2 separate regions of the Mus musculus genome follow, and region 2 is linked to region 1. The links are chromatin contacts, called in public HiChIP or PLAC-seq maps. All regions are on one chromosome and are shown on one strand. Each heading gives the region's core, a stretch centred on a gene start, on an enhancer-like site or on the middle of the called end of the contact. The rest is flanking DNA. Distances are from core to core; before and after follow the strand shown.

Region 1 (2,700 bases), core at 57-2,556:
CTGGTACAATCTTACCATCTCCTTATCCCAAAGCAAGATGGGTGTTCTAGACTGTCATCCAGTCTTAAAACCTCAAGCTATCACCTAACTTCAGATAAGAGGCTGGAGGGATGGCTCAGCATTTAAGAGCACTGGCTGCTTTTCTAGGAGACCAGGAGTTCAATGCCTGGACTCACATGGCACCTCACAACCATCTATGAACTCCACTTTCCAGGGATCTAATACCCTCTTCTGCCTCTGTAGCCACCAGGCACACAAGATGCACATAGATCGATATGCAGGCAGCACACACACACACACACACACACACACACACACACATTAAAATTTATGAAAATGCACAGATAAGGGCCAAGAAATAAAGAGATGGTTCACTCAGTAAAGTGCTTATCTTATAAACATTAATATATGAGTTTGAGCCAGTGTAGTGGTGTGTGTCTTTAATTTCAGCACTTGGGGGCCAGAGGCAGGAGGATCTCTGTGAGTATGAGGCCAGACTGGTCTACATAATAACTTCCAGGCTAGCCGGGACTACATAATGAAACCATGTCTTGAAAACAACAAGCAGACAAAGCTTGAGCTTAACCCCCTGCACCCAGGTTCAGTGGTGCGCCCCTGTCACCCCAGTGCTGAGGGGATGGACACAAGGGGATCTGTTGAATGCACTGTCCAGCCAGCTTAGACTCATTAGTGAGCTTCAGGGACTGAGGGAACCTGTCTCAAAAAAACAAGGGAGATGGCTCCCAAGGAACAACACCTGATTTGAAGTTGTCCTTGGGCTTCCACGGGTGCACACATGTACATAACATACATACACACTCAATGCTAAATTACAGACGGGATTCTTTTTTTAAAAAGATTTATTTATTTATTTTATGTATGTGAGTACACTGTAGCTGTCTTCAGACACACTCGAAGAGGACATCAGATCCCATTACAGATGGTTGTGAGCCACCATGTGGTTGCTGGGAATTGAACTCAGGACCTCTGGAAGAACAGTTGGTGCTCTTCCCCACTGAGCCATCTCTCCAGCCCCATAGATGGGATTCTTAATCCACATGTAGCAGTAGTTTTGGCTATACTGCTTTGGCTTTCAGAGGATCGCCTATGTGCACCTGCCCAGGAGCTGTCTTTGGATCCTCGAATGAAAGACACACACACACACACACACACACACACACACACACACACTAGCTTATTTTTTTAAATGCCTGGCTTCTTCAAAGGCTGGGCACTCCTAAACCTTCCCCTGCTATCCTGCTACCCCAGGCCGAATTGGGGAAGTGGCCAGTGGCCAGTGGCCTTCTTCCTTCTACCCCAAGTCATGGTGAATCTCCTGTTCCTCTCTATGTTGCACAATTCTGAGTGTCCCCCACCCTCGTGCCCAGCCATTGGCCATTGGCATCTTTCTTGATCGATCAAAAACCAACTGGGGACAAGGACCTTTGGTGTCTGGACACATAGATTTCCAATTGAATCAAAGCATTAGAACCAATCTCCAACATGCACAGACACAGCCTTCTCCCCAGTGGAGACCATCTGAGCTGTGGGTGCCACTCATAAACTAGGAATCGAGGTCCTGGTCTTCATATGAGAGGGTCCAGGCTGAGGCAAATCTGTGGTGGAGTTTGCATCCCAGGATTCTGTATGGTTCTCTTGGGCTACAAATACACAAGGGGCAGCTCCAATCATGATCCTTTGACCAACAAAAGTCAAAAGACCACTGTAGTCAAACTGGGGCCAGGCAGTGGCTCTGCACTCTCCCTAATAGCATCAGAAGACCCTTTGTAGAATAGCCCCTCTGAGTTGGAGTCTGCCTCAGTGAGACACATCAGCCCCTCAGAGGTGGACAGTCTCATGAAGAGCAGCCTGCAGAGTGCTGGGGACCCATCTGGGACAGGAAGGGATGACGCTTCTCGCCCACCAACCAAGAGGCATCGTTTATGTCTATCTGATCAAGGAGCTTGCTAGTTCTATGTGGATGACCCTGTTCTGGGGATCATGCAAGCTCATAAAACCAAACCAAACCAAACCAAAGAACAAAAACAACTTCAAAGGCTGCAGTACACTTAATAAAAATAAGGGAAAGCCAGGCGTGGTCATGCACACATTTAATCCCAACACTCTGGAGGCAGAGGCATGGAGATCTCTATGAGTTCAAAGACAGCTTTGTCTACATATGGAATGCCAGGCTAGCCAGGGCTGTATAGTGAGACCCCTTCTGAAAACACACACACACACACACACACACACACACACACACACACACACACACAAAAGGGTATTTGAGGGGAGAATACTTGTTGGCTTGCTCAGGAAGCTCAGTGGAAAGGCAGGTGGAGTCTTAATGTCTCCCAGCAAAGTAAGGTAACCACGTGACTTGCACTGGATAGGAGAAGCTCTAGAGAAGTGAAGTTGGGAGGAGAGGCCAGGAATTGGGGGTCCTGGGGACTTGGGGCTTGAGGCCTTTTTGAGCCCAGGGCACTGTGCACACAGTGCAACCTCACCATCCAAGAATTCGCACATATGGAGGAGTATTCCTGAACCCTTTCAAGCCGGAACAGAAAATTCTCGATGTGGCAGTGTTTCCAAGATTAGCCTTGACAGCAGCAAAGCAACAAGTGCATGCTTATTTAAGGAATGGCTCATTTCACTTCCACATCCCAGTTCATCACTGAGGGAAGTCAGGGCAGGAACCGG
Region 2 (2,780 bases), core at 86-2,585, 330 kb after region 1:
GGCAGCAGGCACCACGGAACCAAGTCTCCCATGTCCCCCCGCTGCCTGGAAGACCACCTAGCACCCAGGAGGGCAGGCTCAGCGGGCAAGGCTGTGCCTCTGAATCTGAGGAAGAGGCTGGTATGCAGCAGCGGCGGGATTTGGGGGGTCCTGCCCAAGGCTGTTCCCCCCACAGCCGCCAACGGTGGCGCCAGGGCAAGAAGAGGAAGAAAGAAGATTTGACCCAGAACCCAAGGAAGGTCATGCGGCAGGAGGCTGGTGAAAATGGGGGCTCTCCCACTCCAAGGACTCAAAGCCTGTTGCCGAGTTCGGAAGCTGGAGAAGTCTCTGTGGAAAGAGGACTTGAGCATCGTGGCCATCCCATAATAGCCCCAAAACATCCTCCCCGGGTCCTCGCCACCACCAAGACCCAGGAGAAAAACCATGCAGCCCTGGACTTCCCCCAGGAGGGCGAGAAGCCTGAAGTTGCTGCTGATACCACTGAGCTCAGAGAGAGACCCAGTTCTCCAGCTCACTGTGGTGGGGAAAGCCCCAGACCCGCTGCTCCAGTGCCAGCACGGGCTGGCAGTCCATCAGGGAGCCACCCTGAAACACTATCGGGAAACAGCGTGCCAGTACCAGATGCAGGCTGTCTTCTGGGCACTTCTGGATGCATGAAGCCCCCGACTTTGCATACCAGAGAGGACTCTGCCTCCCAGCCTGGAAGGTGCCTGGTACCCATCGATAAGCTGGCAGACATGTTCTACACTGAATCCAGCCTCCCGGTTTTCAAGAACTCGAGTCCTGGTTGTGACCCTGACCACTGTGACAGGCGCTCTCTAGAGTGTCCAGCTGCCAAAAGAGGATCCCTGCCTAACAGTGACACCTGTGAATTGTTCCTTGGATCCAAGGACCTAGCCTACTGTTTCCCTGACGATCTGTACACCAAGCCTTTAGCTATGGACCCGTTGCCTGCCCGAAGCTGCTACCTTAGCCAGGACAGTATGGAGACCCTTGAGTCAACACCATCCAAGAGTCCACCCTACCCAGTTGAAACAGACCCAGGGAAGGTGCATTCGCCACTGACCTTAGAGTCCACATCCCTGTTTGCAGGGCTGCCTGAGGACGGATTTGACCCACCACTCTATGACAACTTGTCAGCAAACAGGGTCACCCACGGACCACTGGCAGGTCCTGACCCTCTCCCTAAGAAACCTCTGGCAGATCCTCTGTACCCGCCATTCTTGCTGCTGGAGGAAATTTCTCCGGTGCTGCCTGGCTCCTTTCCTGGTCTCTCCAAGGGAAAGACAGTCAGCAAGCAGTGTCCCTCGGAACAGACGGTGCCTCCCCGCCCTCCCGCTGTGCCTGAAAAGGGAAGTGAATGTAGCAATCTGTGTGAGGACGAACTGGAGATCAAAAGATTGGTGACTGAATTAGAAAGCCAACTGCAGGGGGAAGGGAGCACAGTGGGCACCTCGGGAGAACCGGAGGAAGCTACACAGGAAGGCAAGATGGACACAAGCCCAAAGCAGGCCTCCCTTCTACCCACAAATCCAGCCACCTCAGCCCAGAGGGAGCCAGCAGAAGACATTACAGGTCTTGAGGGATCAAGTTCACATCAGGAAAGGGCCCTGAAGAACCCCCAGAAACAGTGGCCCTACCCAGCTTCCTGCCACACAGAAAAAGCAGCACCTCCCTGTGGTATCCAGGAGAACCCAGGATGCGGGGCTCCCCTCAGCCTGGAAGGATTCACACTCGGTCTTCAGAGAACTCGGGAGACCATTATCCCCGACGCAGACAGTCAGATCCCCCTAAGTGACCGCCTGCCTGACTCCAGCAACCAACAGGTGGCCTTGCTGCATGCTGGGAGTTTAGCCAAGGACAGCCCGAAGCATGGGCTTTTGTTTCCTAAAAATAATGAAGCCCCTGGGACCCAGAACTCGAATGCCCCACCGCTGCTTCCTGGTAAACACACAAGAGGACATTCTCTAGACCCATTCTGTGAGGCCCAGGAGCCCTGCCCAACTTCCCCTGCACTGGAAGGATTCAACAGCCCCAGTGCCCACCCGGCCCTAGAACCCAACTTGATACTTAAGGGTGATGAGGAAGTCACCTCCCTTCCAAGTGCCAGTCTCAGCCATGGCTCTAAGGGTCACTCTGAAGACCAGGCAGGGAGTTCTATAGGAGCTGTGCTTAACAAGCCTATTGCCAAGGACCTGGACTTTAAGGGGGCGTCTGCACCTGCAGGGACCTCTCCACAATCCACCCTTCAAAGTGGTGGTAGGGCTTGGTCTCATCCCGTGCCAGATCCTCCCTGGGAGCCCAGTGCCAGCATTGGACAGAGGCGCCAGGACCCAGCCTGCTGTTCCTTTCCTCTGCGTCAGGTCCTGGATGCTACAGCCAAGAGCAGAGAGAACGCCCAGGGCCTTCAGTCTGGGGACCCCTCAGTGACAGGAGGGGCCCGTATGAAAGAGGACTCCTCAAGGGCTGTAAACGTGTCAGCTCTTCCTGCAAACATCCAGAAGCAGCTGAGGTCCAAGGCAGATGGACGTCTTGGCTCGCCTAGTCAACCTGAAAAGATCAAGGGCCAGGGTCAAGCCAACAGACTCCAGCCAAAAAGCTGGAGGAGCCTGGAGGACCCAGATGCACTCAACAAGGTCAGTGCCCATTTGGAAGCTAGGCCGGCCAGGGGCAGAAGGCCACGCCAGGGGAACAGAGCAGCCCGGGGCCTTAGGAGACAAGCACTGTTCTCCACCAGCCCCACCGACCCTGATAGCACATCCTTGCTTCCAATCCAGAAG

Evidence for each region. HiChIP or PLAC-seq counts read pairs in DNA pulled down with a chosen protein or histone mark.
Region 2: an H3K4me3 HiChIP or PLAC-seq map of bone marrow-derived macrophages shows a contact between it and region 1, with 6 times the contacts expected there. The contact joins two enhancer-like sites. A contact is called at or near these places in 2 of 39 promoter capture datasets (cranial neural crest and erythroid cells), 5 of 484 Hi-C or Micro-C datasets (the Ba/F3 cell line, the HL-1 cell line, the N1E-115 cell line and 2 more), 7 of 115 datasets of contacts at active chromatin or transcription factors (bone marrow-derived macrophages, embryonic forebrain, embryonic hindbrain and 4 more) and 2 of 9 other capture datasets (adipose tissue and pancreatic islet).

Annotation. Positions count from the first base shown.
Region 1 is chr8:121,928,940-121,931,639 of GRCm38.p6, forward strand. The region is part of intron 2 of Car5a (carbonic anhydrase 5a, mitochondrial); the gene reads right to left. Among named protein-coding and RNA genes, the nearest start is that of Car5a, 15 kb to the right of the region's middle. Within about 2 kb of position 1,307, at least 4 of the 459 cell types and tissues checked have an H3K27ac peak or open chromatin away from gene starts, as enhancers often do. A contact at or near this core is called in bone marrow-derived macrophages, where this site is marked.
Region 2 is chr8:122,263,071-122,265,850 of GRCm38.p6, forward strand. It overlaps Zfp469 (zinc finger protein 469), which reads left to right. Exons shown (of 3, transcript NM_001362883.1): 3 at 1-2,780. Among named protein-coding and RNA genes, the nearest start is that of Zfpm1, 18 kb to the right of the region's middle. Within about 2 kb of position 1,336, at least 25 of the 459 cell types and tissues checked have an H3K27ac peak or open chromatin away from gene starts, as enhancers often do. A contact at or near this core is called in bone marrow-derived macrophages, where this site is marked.